Regions from separate parts of the Mus musculus genome. Here regions 1 and 2 are each linked to region 3. Evidence: chromatin contacts called from public Hi-C data. All regions are on one chromosome and are shown on one strand. Each heading gives the region's core, a stretch centred on a gene start, on an enhancer-like site or on the middle of the called end of the contact. The rest is flanking DNA. Distances are from core to core; before and after follow the strand shown.

What was found. Hi-C and Micro-C count contacts between places; a contact is called where the count stands out from the background.
Region 1: a Hi-C map of the N1E-115 cell line shows a contact between it and region 3, with 4 times the contacts expected there. The contact joins the enhancer-like site here to the promoter of Tbca in region 3. A contact is called at or near these places in 5 of 39 promoter capture datasets (cranial neural crest, embryonic stem cells, frontonasal cranial neural crest and 2 more), 13 of 484 Hi-C or Micro-C datasets (the G1E-ER4 cell line, the HPC-5 cell line, the N1E-115 cell line and 8 more), 13 of 115 datasets of contacts at active chromatin or transcription factors (astrocytes, differentiating embryonic stem cells, embryonic forebrain and 6 more) and 1 of 9 other capture datasets (embryonic stem cells).
Region 2: a contact with region 3 is called in a Hi-C map of the N1E-115 cell line, with 2.2 times the contacts expected there. The contact joins the enhancer-like site here to the promoter of Tbca in region 3. A contact is called at or near these places in 10 of 39 promoter capture datasets (the 3T3-L1 cell line, 3T3-L1-derived adipocytes, the HPC-7 cell line and 6 more), 2 of 484 Hi-C or Micro-C datasets (the N1E-115 cell line and nephron progenitors) and 4 of 115 datasets of contacts at active chromatin or transcription factors (embryonic limb bud, embryonic stem cells and fetal liver).

The regions. Positions count from the first base shown.
Region 1 is chr13:94,562,938-94,567,053 of GRCm38.p6, reverse strand. It overlaps Ap3b1 (adaptor-related protein complex 3, beta 1 subunit), which reads right to left. Exons shown (of 27, transcript NM_009680.3): 27 at 738-1,449. The coding sequence ends at 1,296. Among named protein-coding and RNA genes, the nearest start is that of Gm32305, 130 kb to the left of the region's middle. Within about 2 kb of position 2,548, at least 18 of the 459 cell types and tissues checked have an H3K27ac peak or open chromatin away from gene starts, as enhancers often do. A contact at or near this core is called in the N1E-115 cell line, where this site is marked.
Region 2 is chr13:94,594,623-94,598,708 of GRCm38.p6, reverse strand. No RefSeq gene overlaps it. Among named protein-coding and RNA genes, the nearest start is that of Gm32305, 100 kb to the left of the region's middle. Within about 2 kb of position 2,523, at least 15 of the 459 cell types and tissues checked have an H3K27ac peak or open chromatin away from gene starts, as enhancers often do. A contact at or near this core is called in the N1E-115 cell line, where this site is marked.
Region 3 is chr13:94,786,680-94,790,954 of GRCm38.p6, reverse strand. It overlaps Tbca (tubulin cofactor A), which reads right to left and starts at 2,035. Exons shown (of 4, transcript NM_009321.3): 1 at 1,953-2,035. The coding sequence starts at 2,005.

The DNA.
Region 1 (4,116 bases), core at 1,299-3,798, 220 kb after region 3:
GGAAGCACACATCATCAAGCCCGACTTCTCAACCAGATTTTAAAAAGGTATCAGCCGGGCACACTGCTACACATCGGTAAGCCCAGTACTTGGAAGGTGGAGGCAGGAGGATCACAGCAAACAAAGGCAGCCTGGTCTATAAAGTCAGTTAGTTCCAAGCCAACCAGGGCTTGTCTCAAATGACAGCAGCGACAAAAACAAAGGCATTAGAAAAGTGTACTGGTTTATAAAGAATAATTTTAATAAAGATGGTTTCTTGCCTAAATTAGCAAATAAACAACTTATAGATATATGCTAATTTTCATACAGTTTTAAATAGCATATAAATCAATTGTGTACTAGTCAGTTTTGATAAAAGTCCAAAACCAAGATTTTTAAAGGAAAAAGGAACCAGGCTTATTTAGCAGCCTGGTAATCAGAGCTCTACAATTAAGTCTGTACAGAAAGAGCTGTTTTACTTTCCACAGAGGCTCCTGATGTTATGAAAGTGCTCATTAGCCATTCTGCAGCACGGTTAGAATGTCTGCCTAGTTTAGAGAGCTATGCCGTGCATTCCTGTCCTCCCAGCACAGGGGAGCAGAGGCAGGAGGATCTCAGGTTTAAGGCGAGCAGGCTGCTCAGTGAACCCATCTCCAAGAAGCAAACAGCTCACCTTGTTGGGAGAAGTTTCTCCACAGTGTGACCAGAAATATTTTGGAACAAAGAAAGTTCAGCCAGTAAGGATTAGGAGAGGCAAATGCTATTCATATACTCCTTTATTTACCTGATTATTCAGGGGTAATTTCATGATGACAATTGTCAATAACCAATTACAATACCAGGAAAATCAAAGAATGGGATTTTCAGAGATGCCATTTTTATTTATTTATTTTTGAAAAAGTATGCTATTTCCTTTTCACATACCAAGCTGAGAGGCCATGCGGACACGTTCCTTGCTAATTTTTGCTTACTGCTGTAAGAAGGACGATTGCCAAGCACTGATTCACACCCACTGTTCTCAAAACCCAGAAGGAAGATGAGGTCAAAAGAAGTCGGAGGGCAGAGAAAATGCTACTCGGACTGGGGAGCTGAGGAAATGGACAGTAAAATATATGTTCTTTGGTTAGCAAAGCGAGGAGGGGCGAGGAGTGCACACATGACAGACACAGCAGCATTCTAAAGCAGAGACAAGAATGTCGAGAGTGCGCTCTTCCTGCTGCCAGATGGAAGGGCTATTATTATAAATGAAAGGCAGCAGCAGTGGGTGCCAGGCACTTTTGTTGTGTGCCAGATTCTGAAGTCCAGATGTAAGCAGGTTACCCCTGGGACAGGACAGGCTTCAGCTCCCGCAGCAGAACAGAACCAATCACGGTTTTCTCGGTGTTGATGATAAGCTGGGCTGTGGAGCCTTCCTTCAGTTCCACTGTGACTAGCATCAGCGACCCACTGTGCACAGTTCTAGCTGCAAACCTGCAAAAACACATAAGAGAGACCTTTTATCCTGAGAGGGGAAAAGGAGGAGCAGACGGCATCCGTTCAAACAGGCTTAAAGTAACTCTTTTTCTTAATGACGCGATTTACTCAAGGAGCCTTACCGTTCCACACCAAAGCCAAGCATCCTTTAGAAAACCAATCAGCTGCCCAGCCCGTGCTTCCCACATGCAGGCAGGCCACCCGAGCGCATCTCACACACGGAACACGCAAAGGAGGCCTATGCTCCTCATTAGTCTGAGCGGCAGAAGCGTGTGGGCACTCTCCATTAGGCTGTACTTAGGAAACACCCCTTGTCCTGACGGCTAAAGTGTCACCACGCACAGGGCTGCTTCAAATGCACTGCCATAGTTTTATTTCTAAGACACAGTAAGAACTATTACCTTTCTCAAAGTGCTTGGAATTTTAATTCCTCATATCTGAAAAGGATGCAAGAAGTTAGATAATTTTATATACATTATAAAATTCTTCCTAAGTCTCAGTGGCTCACGTAAAATATTCAAATTCAATCTCTACTGTTAATGGTGACATGAAACAAAGTCACATGACAGCCGAGCGCCACCCCGTAGCCTCATTTAATATTCAGGACATTAGATCCTTCTTTTTGCTTTAGGATATAATAGAGGCAACTTGAGGTCTAATGTGCTATTACTAAATTCCAAGACACGAAGAAGCTACCAATTACATGGAATTAAAAGCAAAACGAGCCTTGTAACACTGCAGTCGACTGGAAAGCTGCCGGAGGGAGGGAGGCACAGCGGACTTCTGTCAACCCCGCTACTTCACTCTGCATGCACAGGGGACTGCAAGCCTCAGAGGAGGGCTGGCACCCCCTCCTAGGCCTCCATTGCCCCCTGCACATTTTGAGGGGAGGGAGTCTGATTGCAGGGATGATTGGAGAAAGACAAAGTTGCTGTACATGAGCTTCTGAACACACTAACAAGTGTGGAGCAGGTCTGTGACCTGCTGTGACCCCACTTTGCAGGGCCAATCCCCTTTCCCCTCTCTGGGTGACACGTGTCTGAATCTGAGCCATCTGCCTCAATTTGCGCGACATCTTCAGCCACAATGGCACCCAGTTAGCCCTGACAACAGCTCACAATACATACAAATAAAACTGCCGAGCTGACAGCATGCTGCGGACTATTCAAGAGCAAACCAACTGGTCAGTGTCTCATGTCTGACAATTAGCATGGGCCTCGCACAGAGCCAGCGGGGTCCTCAGGGATCTGTTTAATTACCATCAACATAAAAGAGGGAGTTTATCAGGAGACACTCAGAAAAACTTCACTCCCGACTTAATTAAAATATTAGCCACTTAAGCAGGAAGCAGATTCTCTTTAAATCAAAAGTAATTTCTTTTTTGAGTCTTAAAAAATGACATCAAGAGCTTATCTAACACATTAGATTCTTTTTCTTTTTAAAAATCTAACAAGTCGTGTTTGGCCTAAAGAGAACGATGGAAATGAGATCTTCACCGACAACAAGACAACCATCCTCATCTCACTTGGCTGAAAATATTCTCGGCGCTCTGACAACACATAGTAAAACACCAGCTAATGGTGCGTTAGCAAGGCGCGTCAGCAACCTTTCTAACCATTTTCTGCATAGCCTCAAACATGCTGGAAACTTGTAAGAATTAGAGACAGTTTCAACAGAGAGGTGAACCAGTTTAGGAGTGTAAATCACAACCATGTTCCTAAGGAGTTTTGTTTCATTTTTAAAAATAAGCTCCATATATATGTATGTATACACACACACACACACACACACACACACACACACACACACACACACATATATTTATATATATGTATATATGTATGTATATATCTGATTTTTGTATGGGCACACAAGAGGTGAGGCACTGTGGGCACCTCCTCCTTCTTCCCTTTGTGAGAATACATACCACTCCCTCATCTCTTATCACCCCTACAGATGAATGCACTTATCTTGTCTAAATTAAAAGGAAATATGCCTATGTGTCTGTGTGGGTGTCTGCAGGCCCACACAGTCTAGAAGAGGGCTGGGGCCCCCTGAAGCTGAGGGCATAGCCAGTTGTGAGTCACCTTAGGTAGATGCTACAAACTGAACACAAGACCGCTGGAAAGTCAGTTAGCCCGCTTAACTACTGAGCCATTTCTCCAGCCTCCATGTCTAAACTTTAAAGGCGGTTTAGCTTCATAGGAGAATGATAATTCTATAGTTTGCTAAACTAGTCACAAGGATACAGTGGCTCTATATTCCATTCATTTACTCAACTCTCCCCATAGATCTGGTCACCATACTTGTAATTCATTCAACAAATATTTCAACAGAGGTCTCTATCTGACAGGGCTATAATTATGTCAACAGCAGTCTTCTTAGTCCCTTTATTTACTTAACACTTGTGCCTTGGGACCTCAGAGAAGATTATGCCTGAATGGGAACACAGAGCACCATCTGAATGTCAGGCCGGCAGAGCCCCAAGGCACACTTCATTTCTCTTCCATTAACAACGGAAAGAGTTAATGTACAATAACACTGGCTAGGCAAAGACAAATGTCAGTATGTTTATAGAGATTAAAATCAGTATCCTGGGCATGTTTTTCAAATCCTGTTTTAAAATTCTCTGCCTGAAAGATCAGGCACAGGAAAGCCGGGGCG
Region 2 (4,086 bases), core at 1,274-3,773, 190 kb after region 3:
GTGCCAGAAAAACTATTAATGCTTATAACTGACTGAATAATTATTATTGACAAGGTAGAACCATAAAAATCCACGTCTATTTCTTGTGTATTTTAAGCAACGTAATCTACTTGATAAAGCTATGTGTATAAGAAGTACGTGTGGCCGGGCAGTGGTGGCCCATGCCTTTAATCCCAGCACTTGGGAGGCAGAGGCAGGCGAATTTCTGAGTTCGAGGCCAGCCTCTCTCTCTCTCTGTGTGTGTGTGTGTGTGTGTGTGTGTGTGTGTGTGTGTGTGTGTCTTCTTTGAGAAGAACTATAACCTTCCTGGGCCTCAGTTTCTTCATCTGTTAGTAGGACCGTGGGAGAGTTTAGCACTTTCTATAATTCCCCCAAGTTATAGAAGTTCACAGCTATAACAGAATTAAAAAAATGTTTTGGCCTGAATTCTAACCCTTGCCATAACAATTTATTAGCTTTTCAGAAAACTTAAAATCCACAACCCACTTGTAATATTTTAGTTAAGCATCATTCTCACATAGAACCTTACCTCAAACTGGTTGCTCTAGTCAGCAGCTTGGACGAGCTTAGAATTTGATATGTTTGTGATGTACTTCACGACTCTAGCAGGTTCTTAGCAACATTGGGGGTTCCCTTACATCTCAGGACCAGCCGCACGCACAAAGGATACCACCCACCAGCCACACTTAAGGAGATGCATGGGCTTCCTGAGACCACTTATTAGAATTCTCAACATTGAAATTTATTTTATCCTGTTAGCCAAATATACAGAATACCACATTCTGAAAATATATTAAACGGGGTGGCACAGAAGTCTAAATATGGCAAAAGGGTGCGGATTTGAGGTTACAGCCAGGTCACAACACTTTCCTAGCCTCACCATAAAGCGCTTCCAGGGATGCAGGAGAGATAAGTGGCCGCTGTGGCCACTACATCATAGTGAGGCACAGAAAGCATCCATCACGTGTATGTGAAAATCATAAGCCTGAGCTTTAGAGAGAGTTGTGCAATTGACAATCAAATGGAGCTTAAAGGGAATTACGAGGTTTTCAACTAAAGTCCTGAAATAAAGAAAGCAATATTTTACGGTAAAAAAAAAAATCGCAAATGTCAAGTTTAAATCATACCCCTTTGCACCATTGAGCTACTAGCTAGTTGTATAGGCTTCTTCAGTCCTTAACACAGAGAAAGACCAACTTTCATGCTCAATAAAACTTAAGAACTTTAGAAATACATTTAGGAACATAACTCATGTATTTGTGGCTTTCCTCCTTCCTATGTGGCTAATTGCAGCGAAAAATGAGCAAGCTCAAGAACTGCTTGCCTCTTCCTCATCTTTGCTTATGAGTTCCGGTGTTTTTTTTTGTTTGTCTGTTTGTTTTGTTTTTAATAAGGCTAACACTACTTCAGTCATTAAAACAACAACAATAAGAAAAGCCTTGGAAATACCGGGATCTGCCTTCCCTATTGCATGCATGCATCAATCAGTTCTAGCTGGGCTTTGGGAAACCCCAGGGCAACGGAACCTACCAGGAAGCCACCAACCATCAACCCCCACCAAAAGCTGGAACCCAGCTGCCCAACTCAGTCGCTCCTGTCCAAAGCCAGACAGGTGGCAACCCAGATTGGATCAGTTGTTGTGGGAATGATTTGATTCACAAACAGGGTTATTAAATTTTATATGGAGACAGGCGAAAGTCACAAGATCCTGGAGAGAAAGACCTGATTCACATAAATTTATCTTAATAGCTGTGAATTCGGGAGCATAAAGCAGAAAAAAAATTAATGGAAAGGCATTTCACCTCCTCCGTCTGCCTGCTCCCCTCCACTCCCCTGCACATAATATGCCTGCGCACACACACATAGATCAACACCCGCCACACAATCCGCCCAGTGCAGGAGGAACCCGACACATTGATCCGAGCCTGTTTTGACATATAAACTCCAATTTGGCCCCAAGTCACTGCGAGTGGACACTGCCACTAACGGCTCTGACACTAGGTTATTTGTTGTTGCTGTTCGCTGTCCCTGTTTGCACATTAATCCAGTGACAATTAGGTGTCAGCGAGCGTTGTTTCTGCTTAGCTGATAGCCTTGGGCTCTGCGCTTGAAACCCTAATCAGGAGTGTAAACTCTGCTATATTTCAATTTGGAGAAGCGCTCTTCCGCTAAGAGGCCCCTGGCACTGCGATAAATAAAACGCCTATTTACTCTATTGCCACACTTAGACATCTAATGCACTTACTACCAGCCCCCTAATCATAGCCTACAGTTAAAACCGCCTATAAATCACTCCGTTCTCATCCTGCACATTAGTGAAGCCATTTTCCCCAAACCCCACAATGAGCACTGTTTCCTTTTCTTGTTAGTCAAAAGCTAGATGATTTTTATTAGGTTAAAGACGAGTTCACAGATGGTAAATCGCGTGGAGAGAAATGAGCTGGAGAGTTACTCTGCACCCAGGCGGGGTGTGGGTGGGAGGCGGTCCCCGAACCTGGAGCCGAGGGACTCCTGGGCGCCGCGGCATTCCGCCCCGCACCCGGCGGGTCGTAGGGGCCCCGGCCTCCTCCTCCGACACTGCCGGCACGCCCTAAACCAGCAAACCCCGTCGGGTCCCCCTTGTTCTGGCCTTGCAGATCTCCCACCAACGCCCGCCCGCTGGGAAGGGCTGGGAAGGCTAGGGCCCCTGTGTGGCTCGGCGCAGTGAAGTCCCCAGGGACCGGGCGCAACAAAAGCCGGGCCCGCAGCTCCTGCTCCTGGCCTTCCTTTTCAATTCTCCCCCGATCTCAGGTGGAATTAGGAGGATTAAAGAGGCGAGTAAATGAGGCGAGTGTGCAAAATGACTCCTTTCTGAACCAAACGGCATGCTCCGTGCTGGGGAAATGAGATGCACATTTAAATCTCATCCATCCACCGCCTGCGGCCACCGCCATGTACCTGCCTACTTAGCCCAAGGGTTAATTAATTGAGGCTTCAATGCACTATTGCAAGAGCATTATTGCATTTGATACTCTACATCTGTGATTTAAAACTCTTTCAGTCCCTTGTCAGCAAGGGAGGGTTTTTAACTAGGAAATTAGCATTCAGATAAGGGAACGCTCTATTTGCTTCTGAAAGGAAGGAAATATTAAGGATGCTGGCGCACAAACTGGGCTGTCATAGCCTATCCCATCCTGGAGGGAGCGCGAGGGCCCCGGGCTCCCGTGGGAGCACCAGCGACTGGGGCCCAGCTTCAAGCAACCTACATCTGCACGGTGGGAGAGCAGGAGGGGGACCCGCAGCCTCCAGGACCCTACTTTCCGCAGCCTCCTCCAACCTGCTGGGGCGTGTTTGCCTCTGCAAAGTCCGGTAATATATTTTCTTCCCACTTCTTAGGAGCTGATTCTCCTTAAAATGCATTGCCACGTTATCTCAAACGTTGGCTTTCTGACTCCCCTGCAGGGTTCAGATGAGGAAGTAACCCGGTTTACTAAGGAAAGGAGATGTAAACATTGCACCAGAATTCTAATGATCCTTCAGGGAAATAAGGACAGACTGTGATTCTCTTTATTCCAGCATTGGCTTGAAGTGGCACACCACCAGCAAATAAAAAAAAAAAATAAATAAAAAAATAAACCTGCAAAAACTAACGATGGACCAATCTATATTCTGGATCCAAAACCAGTTAGATTTGTATAGCCTAATCATACCTTAATGTCAGCTGCAGACACAGTTTTCATTCAAAACCCAAACAGAGTTAGATTCCTCTCCAGCAAAGGCCTTAAGGAAAAGAACAGCAACAATAAAAATCTGCCATCTCTCAACCATGAGTGCCTCCTTTCTTGAACCTCTTCGTGGCCAGTAGAAACTCAGGATCAGGCAATACCAAAATACCCTACTAAGTGAAAAAGAGACTCAGGATCAGGCAATACCAAAATACCCTACTAAGTGAAAAAGAGACTCAGGATCAGGCAATACCAAAATACCCTACTAAGTGCCAGGAGTCAGGCTTTCTTGTCTACTGAAAGTGATGGAGTCATGGGTCCTTCACCCAATTAAGTGAAACCACATCACCTTCTGTGGGGTTTTACCCAACCAACAATCAGA
Region 3 (4,275 bases), core at 786-3,285:
AATAAAGAAGTAATGTTTATGGATGTAGATATTATACAGCAAGATAAAATGCAGGTAATCAACAAGTGAAATACAAATTTTAAGTTTAAAAGTGTATGTCCCTGTTTTACAGTATGCAAGAAGAAATGCTACACCTCATGTCAACAAAGGGCCAGGGAAGATGCGTATGATACACATTCATTTAATAAGCAACTTGAGATTATGGTAAATTATGAGTTTCATGAAAATTATTAACTTATTGAAATATGAATACCAAAAGTAAACTTTGATAATGTCCTATTAATCTACCCAGAAAACTTTATCTACTTCTGTGCAGTTTATGTAGGCATCTGAGAATTTGTCAATGTCTCACAAGCTAGTTCTTAATTACTTAAAGGACGTTTCTCTAGCATATGTATGGTTAGGCTATAACTACTTGAACTAAATAAATTTATAGAATAGATCAAGAGGGTGATAAAATCAACAACATATTAATGGGAAAACATTTAGAAATGTTTTCTCATGATATTTACTTTAAAGCAGTCTCTTATACCTCCGGGTTCTTTTCTGCAAAATAGACAATATGCTAAAGGAAATGACACAGCCAAGGAAAGTCTGGCAAAAGAGAAGAAACGTGTGGGCTGAGGGACAGCGCGGATTACTTACTGTATGCTATAGATCTCATATTCCCCTCCTGTGTTATCACACAGTCTAATGCTCTATCACCGCATCCCAGCTGGAGCCAGGATCCTTGTTTCATTTGCTTGCTCTGCTACTAACCTGAAGTGTGACTTCAGCCACATTCTGAAAACTGCACTCATAAACATGTACTGAGCAAAACCTATATGGTGTATCTTATTTATTTGAATCACACTGTATCAAAAATGTAGCAGGTATTTCTTCCAAAAACTGAATTCAGGGAGAATTTGGACTCTATCTTCCAAATTCAGTAAGAAGAGGCACAGTACAACGATGAAATATGTTCCAGAATACATAAAACCAGATTTGAAGTCAGGCACAATTCAGAACCGACTGTCTATCCCCCCCACCTTCACCCCCGCCCCGCCCCCCTACCATACCCTAGCTGCCTTTGTAATAAAAGCTTCCAAAGTACCGTTCGAAGTACTAAAACTCGGGCAGTATCTCTAAAAGTGATTCTCTCCTCTATGGGTTGACCTCCCTCTGATGGAATATCAATAAACGGTGGAGAGATGGAGCAACAGGAAAAAAAGCTATTTCCCCTGCAGAACGATCTGCTTCGTAAGGAGGCTGTGTATCTTTTCCCTTGGAATGTTTCGGTATGATCAGCTTGGGTCTGAACAAAACTAGTTCTAATGAGCACTGCAATATGTACAGTCGGGAGTCAAGGCAAGTCACAAGACTGGCCTGGCCTATTCCTGGGAGGCAGCAGCCCACAGCTCCGGGGCGAGCTTCGGGGAAGAAGTTTGCAGAGGTGCTCACGTTCAAGCCCCAGTTCCCAAACTCTGGAAGTGAGCCATGTCAGAGGCCAGGGCCCCGCCATTGTGTATTCTGAGTGAGGCCCATGATCTCAGCGTCCCTTAAACTTGAGCGCTGTCCAGTCCACCTGAGGCCAGGCCAGGGCGGACTCCGCCTCCCTACTGCAAAGTTCAGGGAGCCGGCGCCCCGCACGCACAGGCCGAGGCCCTCCAGGCACAGGTCGCCCTCCTCTTCCTCCTCCTCCCGGCCTACGAGCGCGGAGGACGCCTCCGAGCCTCGCACGGAAGGCGGCCAGGCCAGCGCCGAGGTCGCGCCGAGCCCTGCACGGAGGGCGGCAGGGCCAGCGCCGAGGGCGGCTCCCTGCCAGCGCCAGCCTAGGCGTGTGCGGGCCCCTCGCATCCCGCCCGCCGAGGCCTGGAAGCCGCGCCCGCATCGGGCCTACGCTCCGCCCGGCTTCCCCGGCGGTGAGAAGGGAAGAGCGAGCGTCAGCCGCGGAGCCGCCGGCCGTTCCTTACCGCCTCACTACTCCGGTCTTGATCTTGATCTGCCTCACGCGAGGATCGGCCATGGTCCCTAAGGCGCCGCAGGAAGGAGAGGCGGGGCTGCGCGGCGCGCCGGCGCAGAAGGGGCGGTGGAGTGGGCGTGGAGCCCAGAGTGCGCGCATGCGTACCTGGAGAGCCCGACCCCGCCTCGCCTCCCGACTCTTACCTGGAATCCTTGCATCTAGACTGCTGGTACCTAGAGCTGGAGACTCTCAAAGCCCTATACCAGCTGCTTCTCCCTGGTGCTTGGACAGGATTTGTACACAAGCTGCACTTTTATTTTCTCAGTCTCCATAGCCTGAGTTAAGAAACTTTCTGTTCCTGAGAAAGTGAACAGGATTAGCTGCTTAATGGACAGTGTGACTTAGAAACTATTAACAAGGATAATTTTTGTTTTCACTGTCTGTTGTCAAATGGAGAAAGAGATCTGTGTTTGATGAAATAAAATACCATAATGCAGACAGTCAAAAGAAATTTTTAATTTTAATTTAATTTTTTTTTTTACATTCCAATCCATGCCCCCTCTTCCGGTTCCCTTTCTCCATATAGTCCCTTCCCTTTCCAGAGTGTTACTTATGTAAATTGTCTTGTGATGTTTGAGTTTATGGAGAGAGGACTCTGGGAGTAAGGAGGTTCCTCTTGTCCTAAATTTTAGCAAGTTTGTTTCAAGTGTCCAGCAAGACTCCCCGTCCTGAGACATGCTGGCCCCCTACCCCTGAGACAGGGAGAAAACAGTACAGCATTGCACCTTCTTGGCCTAGAGGGGAGCAGCCCTTTCCTCCTAGCCTGATGGCCTGAGACCAATCTGCAGGACTCAAAAGTGGTAGAGTGTAAGAACCAGCTCTCGCAAGTTGTCCTTTGACCTCTGCAAGTTCACTGTGGCTTGCAAATATACACAGAAGTGTATGAAATAAACGCTTGGTTTTTGTTTTTTAAGTTGTGTAAAAGTATGCCTACACTGGCAACAAAATGGCAGAATCCCATCCACAGAGAGAATCTCTGACTGGGGGACTCCGAGGGACTTCTCCAGTGCTTTGTGCAGGGTGTTGTAAGAACCTGTTTCGATGGTGTCATCTATCCGCTCCCTGCTATTTATTTGTTCATCTCCTTTTTCTTGCTACACACTTAATGGACTCAGTCATTTGAGAGCAAATGACTAGCCACCTATCTCACATGTGGAGTTCTATCCTTTAGCGAACACAGGACCCCGGCACTCAACCTCCTTGAAGAGCCCTAAGAAATAATGCCCACGTCACGTGACAGGTGTATAGAGGGTGGCATTCAGCACAATGCCTAAACACAGCAGACATGGGACAACTTTTGACTCCACCATATTTTCCAAGATACAATTTGCATAGAACAAGGCACCCTGAACTGTGTTCTAGAGTCTCTTCCTGTTGAAGCACCCCTACAACCCCCAAGGAATTGAGGCATGGCCTCCATTGCGTCCTCATTTCTTGGTTCTGTTCTTCACTTGATGCTCTTGGCCTCTCCTGACCCTTAGTTCAGTTCTCATCTTCATGGCTGGCTCTGGAACATCCTTCAGTCTTGTCAGAGCAGAGCTCCAGGTATAAATCCAGTCTCAAAACCTAGCTCCCACGGAAAGACTCCCAATGCTGCCCCTGCCTGTGCAGTTCTCCAGGAATACATTGATCCCTTGCATTCTGTGTATATTTGTTTGAAAACAATTTGGTTTGAGTTCTTTACAAGGGCTGTTCCCACCCCTTTAGCTGCAGTATAAGCATGTTAAGAGGCAAGAATCCTGTCTTTCATAAACCTTTCTCTTAAATCTCCATCTGCGTGATCCACACAGCAGGTGCTAAATTCAATAAATACATTTCTCTAGCTGGCTGGCACACTGAACTACAATCCCAAGTGACACAGCAGAGCTGTGAAATGCAGAGGAGGGGACAAACACAGCAGCAGCAGAGTCACCAACGCAAAATGCTGTGAAGGTAATAGAAACTGCAAACCACACACCAGAGACAGTGTGCTCAGGCCTTCTGCCACTGCCCAAGCTCTTTTAGCCACCACAAGTAAAATCATTTGACTCACTACATCTTCCTTTTTTCCTTTTTGCCCAGATTTTCAGACATTCTGAGCTCAGTTTTGTGCTAATTGGCAGAAATTTCTTTTACACACACACACACACACACACACCAATTTTGTATCTGTCTTTCTTTTAGTTCTTGTCTATGCCTTAACTGGAAACCACTCACTAATGTATGTAATTAATTCAGCAGCCAACAGATACTGCTGCGCGTATCCAGTCCCAGGCCCTCTGGGACAGTTTGCA